Regions from separate parts of the Mus musculus genome. Here all the other regions are linked to region 2. Evidence: chromatin contacts called from public ChIA-PET, Hi-C and promoter capture Hi-C data. All regions are on one chromosome and are shown on one strand. The core of a region is the stretch at or near the end of the contact, and the rest is flanking DNA. Distances in the headings are between cores, read along the strand shown.

Region 1 (2,700 bases), core at 44-2,543, 190 kb after region 2:
AGAGGAGGGGAAAGATATGTTAAGGATGAGGAACGAAAGGCTGTAAATAAAGACATTACAAGACCGCTCTGCCCATGGAAGGACATGAAAGGACAAGGAAGGTATGTGCCAGAAAAACTGCTGCTTAGAGGGCAAGCACATCTCCCCAGTAACGCTGAACAATGGTCAAACTAAATAAACCAGGACAAACGCAATCACCGCAGCCCCTGAAATAAAAACACACATTCTTAATGTAAATAAGCAAAAAAAAAAAAAAAAAAAGGAACGGAAGAGCAGAAAGCAGCGGAGGACTTCTCTTCCTGGTTCTGTGGAAGGAAACCCCGCAGGCCTCCACCTCCTCCACAGTGCTGGGATCACAAGAGCTCACCACCATCCCTCCCCTGCTGCTTTCTTTCATGGCCAAAATTCTTCTTAATTTATAGGCCTCATGAACTACAAGGCACTCATGGTAACCTATCCCTGTCCCTTGATACCATCCCAGGCAAATCCGACTCCTTCCTAAACACATTAATTAGCAATACCTTACATCATCCTTGAAAAGCAGGAGGTAAGCAAGAGTATTATTAGCCTCTTTTTATTATGGGGAAACTGGGGAACAAAAAGATTAAATTACAGTACGTCCCAAAATGAGCCATCATATTTTCTAGGACTTTAATTAAAGGCTCCAAACACCACATTACAGACATTATTCTTTCTAGCTTAGAGAACTTTTACTATTGCTTCCACCAGGGGACCAAGAAAAAAAAACACCTACAGTAACTTAAAAGGTCAGCTTAAAATTTTGGACAGTGTTAAGAGGTAACACACACGCGCGCGCGCGTGACGGAAAAAAAAAATAAGGACACTTGTAAACAGCACCACGGGTCGGAAATCCTGGGTCCACGTTTTAGGCTGTGGGGCAGGCAAGACAGACAGGAGTTGGCTGACGCTGATGGAAAAGGTGCCCCAAGGGGCCCAGAACAGCCTCGCCATCCCTGCAAACCCATCACTCCAAACGTGACCCCCGACGCTCTCCCTTGGCCCCTGCATTGCACCACGAGCCTCGCCGTGCCAACCCAGGCCTGTGGTAGGCCCTGGCTGCCGAGCCTCGGTGAGCACCGGAGCCGCACCTAGCCAGACACTTCACAATCCCGGCTTCCCCCGCCCCCGGCCTCGGCTCCCACGCGCTCTCACCGCCCGCCCGGAGTCCCCCGGCCCGGGGAAGCGAGGTGACCGCGCAGCTCGGTGGAGCGCAGCGCCCGCGGGGTCCCGGAGCCGCCGCCTATCAGCGGAGCGCAGGGGCGGGGCCGGCAGGGCCGGCGGGGCCGCGGGCGGGGGCGGACGGGCGGGGGACCGGGCTCCGGGCGGCTCCGGGCACCGCGCGCACACACCGGGCCGGCTCCCGAGGGCGCCAGCGCGGCCCCGGGGAGCGCGAGCGGGGAGCGCGCGGCCTGCGGTCAGCGGCCCATCGGCCGAAAAGATGGTGTCCTGGATGATCTCCCGAGCCGTGGTGTAAGTACGGGCGGGGAAGACGCTTGGGGCCCGGTTGCCGGAGCCAAGCTCACGGGCCGCGGCCTGCTCACCCGTGTCCCAGTCGCTGCGGGGCTCCGGGGCGGCGGCGGCGTTGGGAGCAGCAGGGCGCGGGCGAACGGACTGGCAGGCGGTGGGCTCTGCTCCGTGGAGCCGCTCCCCGGCGCGCGGCGGGCTCTGCTCGGCTTCTCCTCGGCCTCCCCTCCGCTCCTCGGCTACGCGGCAGGCGCTGCTCCGCTCCTCGGCTCCTCCGCTGCCCGGCGCTGCGCGCGGCGGGCTCTGCTCGGCTCCGCGGCGCGCTCCCGGCTGCGGCTCCCGCTCCCGCGGCCCGCGCTGCGCGGCACCGCCCTGCGCAGGCTCCGCCGACGCTGAGCGCGGGAGGCCGGCGGGACTCCGGATGCGCCCGAGCCTTTGTCACCAGGTCTACCGCGTTGCGGTGTCTGTCCGCGGCGCACGCCGCTTGGTCACGTGTAGGAGGAGGAGAGATCGGTGTCAGAGCCCGGGCTGCAGAGTCTTGCTCAGGGGTCCCGAGGTGACCTGGGAAAGAGCCTGCGCTAGAAAGGTCGGGCAAACGCTGACCGTGGAGGGCCGTGGGTGGGAAGAAATGTTTGCAATGGAGAAGGCGCAGGTGCCAGTCCCCTTTGTTCGGGTCATCTCCTCAGTTCACTGATTGTGATACAAACGAGAGCTGCGGATGGGGAGAGGAGGGGGGAAAAGTTGAGATGTGTTGTTTAATCTGCAAAGGTATTTGAATACAAGTTAAACCGGTTCTCTTCCCATCTTTCACCTTACCCTGTGCGCTCTAAAGCAAAGTCACCAAATAAAGGGCCATAAATTAGGTAAAGCCTGGGGGCGGGAATTCATTATTCATGTAGCAGTAGTGTCATCTGAGTACCTTAATGAAATGTTTATATGAGGTTAACAGGCCTCGCTGATTAGCTTATAATTTGAAGGGAGAAAATGACATTACTTGGGCATTATTATTTTCACTACGGAGAAGGAGCTAATTTTTTTTTAACTTGCTTTTATTTCGTTTGGAAGTGAGCTAGGTAACCTAGTTTGCAATGCATTCAAAATTTGCTCTTTCATAAAATGTCCTTTAAAGCCTCTGAACTTCTTGTATTCATCTTAAAGCCACAAATAAATAAAGTTATGCCACGGGTGCCTTCAAATTATGTTTTGCCTCTTCCA
Region 2 (2,700 bases), core at 113-2,612:
TACAGATGTTGTACATTGCCTCTGCTCTTTCCTCGGCTGGCTTTTTAAGGTTTCATATTAAAAAAAAAAAATCACATCCCAGGGGGCTGGAGAGATGGCTCAGAGGTTAAGAGCACTGACTGCTCTTCCAGAGGTCCTTAGTTCAATTCCCAGCAACCACATGGTGGCTCACAACCATCTCTAATGGGATCTGATGCCCTCTTCTGGTCTGTCTGAAGACAGTGACTGTGTACTAAAATAAATTAAATAAATAAATCTTAAAAAAAAATCACACCCCAGGTGGGTTTCCTTTAACACCCAACCTGCGTCTCCACGTCCTCCAATATTACAAATTCTTAAAGGTACATTCATGTGGTTCTTTGAAGTTTTTTTCATTACAGAATTTGGTACTGTAAAACCTCCAGGTAAGGGGCTGGTGAGATGGCTCAGTGTGTAAGAGCACCCGACTGCTCTTCCAAAGGTCCGAAGTTCAAATCCCAGCAACCACATGGTGGCTCACAACCATCCGTAATGAGATCTGACGCCCTCTTCTGGAGTGTCTAAAGACAGCTACAGTGTACTTATATATAATAAAAATAAATAAATCTTTAAAAAAAAAAAAAAAAAAAAAAAACCTCCAGGTAAGCCCGGTTTCCTTCACACAATATGTTAGTTGTTCTCTCAGCTCCTCTCCATCTCCCTTTCTCCATAAACCATATCTACTTGCCAGTGGGTGCGGAAACAGAAAGACCTTAGCACAGTGATTTAGTACATAGTTGTTGAAGAACGGTTATACTTGGTGGCTTATAATCCTTCTTGCTTTAGAATTAGTTTGTGACCCTGGGGTCACTTATCTCTGTCAAATCCTCTCGGTGGAGTGGAGGTATGGTGGCACCTGCTCATATGCTCGACACAAGACTGCCACATGTACAAGATCTGGGCCACAGACTCTCTGCCAAAAGGCAAAAAATATGGAAACCTCCTGTAAGGCGGATCTAGTGCAGGGTGTTAACTTGGCTCAAATTTGCTTTTTAAAAAAAAGTCAACGGAGATAGAACAGAAACGGAGAAGGAGGGGTGAGGTACAAGGAGAGGACCTGAGAAAGCCTACGGGAAGGAAGAAAGGTCAAGCGTGCAGAGTGACCTTATTAACCAACTAGCCAGACCCGGCTCATCACGTGACAGCCGCCGCCGAAGTCTAGCAGAGCTCCCTCTCGCGAGGAGAGGGGCGGTTTTTGTCACTTAGCTGCTGCCCCGCCCCTAGCCCCGCCCACCCCATGCTCTCACCCCAGCCGCGCCCCCTGCCTCGCGCCGGCGCGTGGCGACGTCACGCCGCCGCGCGCAGCGACGCCGGGACGGCCCCCCGCGACGCGACGTCGGAGGCGGAAGTGGCGCGGCTGTCGCTCTTGGGCTCTCACTGCCGGCTCCGGGTTCTGCGAGGAGCCTCCTGCCAGCCGCCGCGTCTCCCTGCCCTCGCTGCCCCTCCATGTGCCCGGGCGCCGCCGCTCCGCCTCGGGCCGCTGCTCACCCCGGGGTTTATGGAAGTGATGGAAGGACCCCTCAACCTTGTGAGTGGTCGCGGGCTGAGTCGGGGACCGGTAGGCTGCGGGGAAACGCGGGCTGAGGGGGTCAAGCGGCACTGAAGGGGGAGCCGCGAGCTCATGGAGGGGACCCTGATCCCCGGGGCTCAGGCCTCTCCCTCGGGGCCCGTGGCATCTGCCCTGCTGGGACCGCGTCCCAGCGCCACGTAGCCGCCGCCTGCAGGCCGCGGGCAGAGTCGGGGTGTCGGGGCCGCGCCTCGCACACCGCACCCCCTCTTCCCTGCTGCCCTCGCAGCTGGGCTAGCGAAGGCCCCTCTGAAACAGCTGGATCGGAACCCCAGTCCACGCCCCGCAGCCCGGTGCCTTTGCTTTAAGGCTCACGAAAGTACCAGACGTGTTTGCCTTTCTCAGAAACACATACAGAGAGACACACAGGGGGCCGGGTCATTATTGTTTGGGGCAAAAAGGAACACACACACACACACCGCCCCAAACAACCCCACAAAACCCCAAACCTCCCACAGTTCTGTTCTAAGTGTGATCACAGGACATCTTCGGGTTTCCTGGGAAAAGGTTCATGAAATTCAGATGCAGACGTCTGGTTCCTTAGTGTTGCGGAGTAAAACTTTGCAAGTCCCAAGTCTGTAGGTGGTTTGCGATGATGCGGAGGGATTGAGAGCAGGACCGGGAAAGATTGATTGCTTCCTTTGGAACTCTGCCCTCCCTCCCGGCTTGGAAGAGCCTGGTCCGTGCTGTGCAGAGAAGCCAGAGTCTGTGGTTTCAGACTATGGATTTCTGGAGCCAAACTCCTGGATTTGAACTCGGGCTTAGTCACCTAATAGCCTCAAGAGACCTTGAACAAAAATTTTCACTTCATTGTTTTTTTTTGTTTTTGTTTTAACCCTCGTTCGTTGTGAGGATTAAAGGACTGAATAGATAAGAGACACGTAGAACTGTACGTTATGGATGGAACATTGGAAGAGTTAGTTGCTCCAGTGAGACCGTAGCCCCTGTCACTTAATGAGATTTGGGAGTGTTGAGCGTCAACGCTGGAGAGTGAACACCTAAAGCTATGGTTCCATCCCTGGCGCCAGGTTTGCAGCTCCGAGAAATCTACCCAAGAGTTACTAATTTAGACCCTGCGTCCGTTTCTAAGTGGATTACACTTCAGGCTAATGAGG
Region 3 (2,700 bases), core at 174-2,673, 210 kb before region 2:
ACCGGGATCCTCTGGAGGGAGAGGCCAGTGCTCCCAACCACTGAACCACCTCTCCAGGCTCACGTCACTTTTTGTTTTTGTTTTTGTTTTTTCGAGACAGGGTTTCTCTGTATAGCCCTGGCTGTCCTGGAACTCACTTTGTAGACCAGGCTGGCCTCGAACTCAGAAATCTGCCTGCCTCTGCCTCCTGAGAGCTGGGATTAAAGGCGTGCGCCACCACTGCCCAGCGCTCACGTCACATTTTTATGCCATTTTATTCCAGCTTCAAAATGATCACCAAGGTCGGAAGCCAGCCGGAAAGACGGAAGATATTTGATGAGGTTTCCAAGAAAATTATTCAAATTACGTGTCAGTGCACAGGTAGAATTTTGTTTCTTATTTCGATGCTGAGTGAGATAAGCCAGCCGAGTCTGCTCCTTTTACAACAGCGATTTGGAAACACAGGCATTGTCGTTCAGATCTGGAGTTTCCATGACTGAATGAGGAAATAGTTCAGAAAAGTGGCACTCGCTCTCTGTATCACCCCAAGACCCAATCCTGGTTTCGGGTCTTTGCAGGAGCTGGGTGTCATGACCTTTGAACTTAAATTTCCATTAGCACAAAGGAAAACAAAACAAAACAAACAAAAACAGAAGATGAGAACAACATTTTTTTTCTGAAACTTACTGTAGGACCACAAAAATTTTGTGACAAGCAAGAACCAAACCCCGCGTATCTCACCAATTCGGAAGCGTCCACTAACCACACTCTGCAGAGGCACCCTCTATGTTGGTAAGCTATTTTAACCAGATTCCAGAGCTGCCATCAAAAGCTCTTGAACTTGATGTCCTGCCAGATGAGACAAGTGACCAATTCGATGGCTATCCTTCCTCTGTTCCGAGGTTTGCAAACGATTAATATCTCAGCTGTCAATATGAAATTCTGCTGCGTTTGACTTCCCTTTTCTCTTTTTTTTTCTTTCTTTTTTAGAAATTGATGACTAATTCCATCAAAGCATTGATGAGGCCCAGTTCTAACAGTCTGTTCGTATCTACTCCATGAGTGACACATCTGGAGATTTTCCACTGCCTGAAAGCTGCCTCGCGCCTAACCATGTTTTTCTATGGGTCTCGTGTGAAGAAGAATCTCCATTGGGTGAACGAGTTGACAGCGTTGCATGAGAACCTTGGCGTCTGATATTCACACCTGCTTGTGAAACAAACTACCGAGTGTTTCAATTACCCTCTGACCTTAGAAAAATGGAGGCTTCTAATTTGAGCTGTTGCTAGTCTTAAGCAAACAGCTTCTGCAGTTTTACACAACACTCTTGCTAGCCAAAGGAAGAAAAGTGTTGAGGTTTTTTTTTTCCCCCTGTGTGCAAAAGTTAGAAACAATTTTCACTTTCATTTCAGACTATGAAAGCCGAGTCACAGCCATAGCCACCCTCATTGAGATCTAGTTCTACCTGCATCGGCAGGGTTACTCTTCATGTGCGTCAGAGTAGAACCCATCACTGGTTCTGGATTCCAGTGGAAAGGTATGAATTAAAGTAAGCAGGGGCCATAGCGATGTGGCCAGCAAAGTTCTTGCTCAACAAGCATGCTCACCAAGTTCAAAGCCAACACCTATATTTAAAAAACTGGGACCAAGCATTCTGGAGCATGACTTTAACCCCTATACTCAGAAGATAGAGGTAGATGTTATCTCTGTGAGTTTAAGGTCAACCTGCTCTACATATGGAGTTCCAGGACAACCCGGGACTACATAGAGGGACCCTGCCTCAAACAAACAGAAATAACGACAAACAAGACATGCCAGCCCTGGGGCTGGAGAGATGAGTCTTCAGTTTAGAGCACGGGCCTCTCTCACATAGGACTTGGGTTCCATTCTAGCATCACTACGGCAGCTTACAACCACCTGTAACTCTAGTTCCAGGGACTCTGACGCTCTCTCCTGGCTCCTGCAGTAACCAGGATCACATGTAGTACACATGTATACATGTAGGCAAAACATTCATAAAGTAAGCAAATGATTTGTAAAATTCAAAGTGAGTCGTCAGAGTCCTGTGAACCTGTAGGGTCAGTGTTGGAGAGGCAGAGATAGGTTAGACCCTGGGTCTTGGTAGGTAGCTGGTCTAGCCAACACAGGAAGCTCCTGACTTATCGAGAGAGCCTGTCTCAATGCATAAGAGGGGTGGGTACTGCCAAAATGGCCGATCAGGTAAAGGGGTTTGTCACCAAGCCTGAGGGCCTGCGCTGGATCCCCAAGACACACATGATGGAAGAAGAGAAACAGCCCCCCCCCCCAAGTTATCCTCTGACTACCCTATAGCATGAGTACACCTACATTTATTCATGTACAAGCAAATAAATATAATAAACAATTTTAATAAAGAAAAAGGATGGAAAGCAGTTGAGGGAAATACCTATTGTTGACCTCTGACCTCTGCATGCTTGCCTTCCCATGTTCTAGTATATCTGCACATACACATGAAACTCTTTCAAAGTGGCTGTTCGTTTAGTCTTGGGCAGTGATCTCTTTTTAGTAAACACCATGTCTTGAAGATCTAGTTAAACTGGAATTTACTAGCCCAGTGGGCAAGGAGAATGTATTGCCAATTGGAAACAAAACCGTGCACACCGAAGCATTTCTGACCAGAGTGTGTCAGGATTGCAGTCTTCCTTTAACAGTGTGAAGTCAACCCTGCTCTGCACTCACCAG
Region 4 (2,700 bases), core at 17-2,516, 160 kb after region 2:
CATTACCCAGGCATCCTCCACGTAAAATCTTCAATTTTCATATCAAAGCGGAAAGAGAAATGAGTTCCGGCATCTTTACACAAACACAAAGCAACGGCTTTGTGAAGCTATCACAAGTAAGCATTAAGATGAGTAAAGTTTAAGGGTTCTTTTTTTCCTTTAGCACAAAGAACTGCCATGCGGAGTTTTGTCAATTGTCTCTATTTTTAATTCCTCTTATAAGTATTCACAACTAAGCCTATTTTACACGGTTAAACTAATAATACAGTGCGTGGGGAACTATGGAATTGATAGCAGGTAGGAATGGTTTGCAAGAACACACTCGAAACTTCCAACAACCATATCAAAATGGTGACTATTTTTGCATTTTATGGTGGATTTGATCTAAATGCAAAGGGGGAATATCTTAATATTCCCTACCCCCACTCTACTTACTCAACTCTATCTCCAGTCTACTCACTCAATCCCATTCCCTTATGAGAATGCGCTTGTGACCAAAAGAATGTATCCTGGCACGAAATCATAAATACACATTTATTCTCCTGAAAGGTAACACTGACAGTGTCCTATGTAACTGATAAATGTAGGGGAGGCTACTTAGAAGTACTAAATGCCGTTCAAACCCCTAATTTACACTATCTCTAGCCTTCGTGAAGCCATATAAGACTCAGGAGCCGGAGTTCCCTAAAGCACTGTCCGTTTCTAACAAACAAAATACAAAATGATGGAGAAAGGGAGAAATAATTTCGACTAGCCCTCGTACCAAAAACATTTCTATCGTTTCCGGCTGGAAAGCCAAACGCAGGATGGTTTTGCCCGGCAGAGTCGGGCCATAGCAGCCAGCGCTCCCCTTGCCGGGCCCGCCCGCCCCACCTGCCGCCCGCCCGCCCCGCGCAGAGGGGCGTGCCACATGCTGCCCGCCAGCTCTCACCGCCAGGTCCGGGTGGCCGCGGTCGCGGTGGGACACGGCTCGGATGACCCCCGCCCGCCAGCCGCGCCCGCAGCCGCTCTGCCCGCGCTCCGGACGCGCGTCCTCGCCGGCCGCCACGCACAGGAACCGCTTCCCCACCAGCTCGGGCCGCGTCTCCACCGCCATGGCCGCCACTGCGCCGGGGACGAGCGCAGCCCGCTCCTACCGGCCGCCCATGCCGAGGAGCCGACCGCAGGCGAGGCGGCCCGCGAGCGAGAGCGCCCCTGCACGCTCGACGACCCGGAGCCGCGCCGCCCACGACCTCACGCGCGGCCCACAGGCAAACTGACAGGAATGAGCGCGCGGCCGCTCAGGCGGCCGGTACCCCTCCGCCCCTCCGGCCGCGCCGCGTGTCCTTCCGCGGGCGGGGGAGTGGGGGTCGGCGTCGGCGGGCGCGCCAAGTAGTGCCGCCCACGGACTGCGCTGCGGCCTCGAGAGGTGGCCGCCGAGGGACAGCAGCCAGGCTGCTTCTGCCGCTCCGTCTGCGCCCCCTCGGAGGGGCGAGTGCGGGGACGGGGCTCGGCTCCCACGCGCGGTCGCAGAGCCAACTCCCGGAGGTCCGCATGTCAGGAGCGACGGCCGTGCGAACACATAGCGCCGTCGTCAAGGAGCCCGGATCCCCGCGCGGCCCCGGGCGAGCCGCGCCGCCCACCCCACCGCGCCCCCTCGGCGGCCCGCGGCTCTAAACCAGCATTCCTCCCGGCGGCAATTCTAATTCCGTGTTGGAGCAGTTCGGAGATTTACACCTCGTGCCGCCTTCTTACAGGAACGCTAGACACTCCACCGCGAGCTGTTACCGACATCCTTAAATTTCACAAACTGTCTCAGAGCCAACCCGAGTACTCCGCGTACTAGAACATAGGTAATAAAACGGAAAGCTCCAGAGTCAGTTACTGGAAAAGACCACGGAAAGAAAAGAATCTTAGCCAATCACACTTGAAGAAAATAAATGATGGTTTTACTTCCCGTCCAATCACAACAGGACTTTATAACCCAGACAAAGACAGCTAGGAATTCCTCTTCTGATCGCTCCTCAGTTCTCACAGGCAAGTCTCTCTTTCAAGATAGCAGTGAGAAGTTTGACGACCGCTATGCTTGTATTTTAAAGATCTGTGAAAACGGGAATCAAAATTCAATCTGCCGTTTTCCAGGGATTATCATCTTCAAAAATTCATCTAATCCTATAAAAATCTTTTCCTCCCCCCCATGCTTTCTGAAAACCCTTACAATAGCACTGAGTGCTTACAATAAATACAAAAGACATATCTGTAGACCATTTAAACTAAACTGTTAAAGCTACAGACAGACAGTGGCGGTGGGAGAGTTGGAAACTCTCAAAGTCAGTTGAATAGATCAGCTCAGGGCTGAAGAGATGGCTCTGCGGTTAAGACTGCTCTCCCAGAGGTCCTGAGTTCAATTCCCAGCAACCACATGGTGGCTCACAACCATCTATAATGGGCATCTGATGCTAGGAAAACTGCACAAATCTGCATGCTGTCGGCTCTGGATTCCTTCATTCCCACCTAAGGTTAGTAAGCCCAATAAAACAAGCCACTGAAAGAGTGCAGCACATATAAAGATGTTTAAACGGAGTCTCATATTCAAATACCAACCATCAGTGATCTCCCTGCTTTATAACTTGCAGCACAAAGTAATCATTAAAGGAAATTGGGGCTGGGGACAGACGGTGCTGCTGGGTGGCAAAGCACTTGCCTACTTGGTGGGAAGGT

Evidence for each region. A called contact is a pair of places that touch in the nucleus more often than the background predicts. ChIA-PET counts read pairs in DNA pulled down with a chosen protein or histone mark. Capture Hi-C pulls out chosen DNA fragments and counts their contacts.
Region 1: a contact with region 2 is called in a Hi-C map of rod photoreceptor, with 2.1 times the contacts expected there. The contact joins the promoter of Reep3 here to the promoter of Nrbf2 in region 2. A contact is called at or near these places in 11 of 39 promoter capture datasets (the 3T3-L1 cell line, the C10 cell line, the HPC-7 cell line and 6 more), 12 of 484 Hi-C or Micro-C datasets (CD4 T cells, CD8 T cells, Th1 cells and 9 more), 7 of 115 datasets of contacts at active chromatin or transcription factors (effector CD8 T cells, embryonic hindbrain, embryonic limb bud and 4 more) and 3 of 9 other capture datasets (adipose tissue, liver and pancreatic islet).
Region 3: an RNA polymerase II ChIA-PET map of effector CD8 T cells shows a contact between it and region 2, with 14 read pairs. The contact joins the enhancer-like site here to the promoter of Nrbf2 in region 2. A contact is called at or near these places in 2 of 484 Hi-C or Micro-C datasets (CD4 T cells and double positive thymocytes), 3 of 115 datasets of contacts at active chromatin or transcription factors (bone marrow-derived macrophages, effector CD8 T cells and memory CD8 T cells) and 1 of 9 other capture datasets (macrophages).
Region 4: a promoter capture Hi-C map of liver shows a contact between it and region 2. The contact joins the promoter of Jmjd1c here to the promoter of Nrbf2 in region 2. A contact is called at or near these places in 2 of 39 promoter capture datasets (3T3-L1-derived adipocytes and pre-B cells), 2 of 484 Hi-C or Micro-C datasets (epidermal suprabasal cells and muscle stem cells), 2 of 115 datasets of contacts at active chromatin or transcription factors (microglia and pancreatic cancer cells) and 2 of 9 other capture datasets (adipose tissue and liver).

Annotation. Positions count from the first base shown.
Region 1 is chr10:67,095,581-67,098,280 of GRCm38.p6, reverse strand. Reep3 (receptor accessory protein 3) reads left to right here and starts at 1,293. Exons shown (of 8, transcript NM_178606.5): 1 at 1,293-1,491. The coding sequence starts at 1,460. It also overlaps a transcript of Jmjd1c not described here.
Region 2 is chr10:67,283,943-67,286,642 of GRCm38.p6, reverse strand. Nrbf2 (nuclear receptor binding factor 2) reads left to right here and starts at 1,362. Exons shown (of 4, transcript NM_001036293.2): 1 at 1,362-1,546. The coding sequence starts at 1,517. Gm46200 (a long non-coding RNA gene) reads right to left here and starts at 1,210. Exons shown (of 3, transcript XR_001779690.1): 1 at 1,123-1,210.
Region 3 is chr10:67,496,049-67,498,748 of GRCm38.p6, reverse strand. It overlaps Gm32255 (a long non-coding RNA gene), which reads left to right. Exons shown (of 4, transcript XR_380523.3): 2 at 263-360; 3 at 672-771; 4 at 970-2,390. Among named protein-coding and RNA genes, the nearest start is that of Gm40679, 5.7 kb to the left of the region's middle. Within about 2 kb of position 1,423, at least 20 of the 459 cell types and tissues checked have an H3K27ac peak or open chromatin away from gene starts, as enhancers often do. A contact at or near this core is called in double positive thymocytes, effector CD8 T cells and memory CD8 T cells, where this site is marked.
Region 4 is chr10:67,125,654-67,128,353 of GRCm38.p6, reverse strand. Jmjd1c (jumonji domain containing 1C) reads right to left here and starts at 1,266. Exons shown (of 26, transcript NM_207221.3): 1 at 932-1,266. The coding sequence starts at 1,096.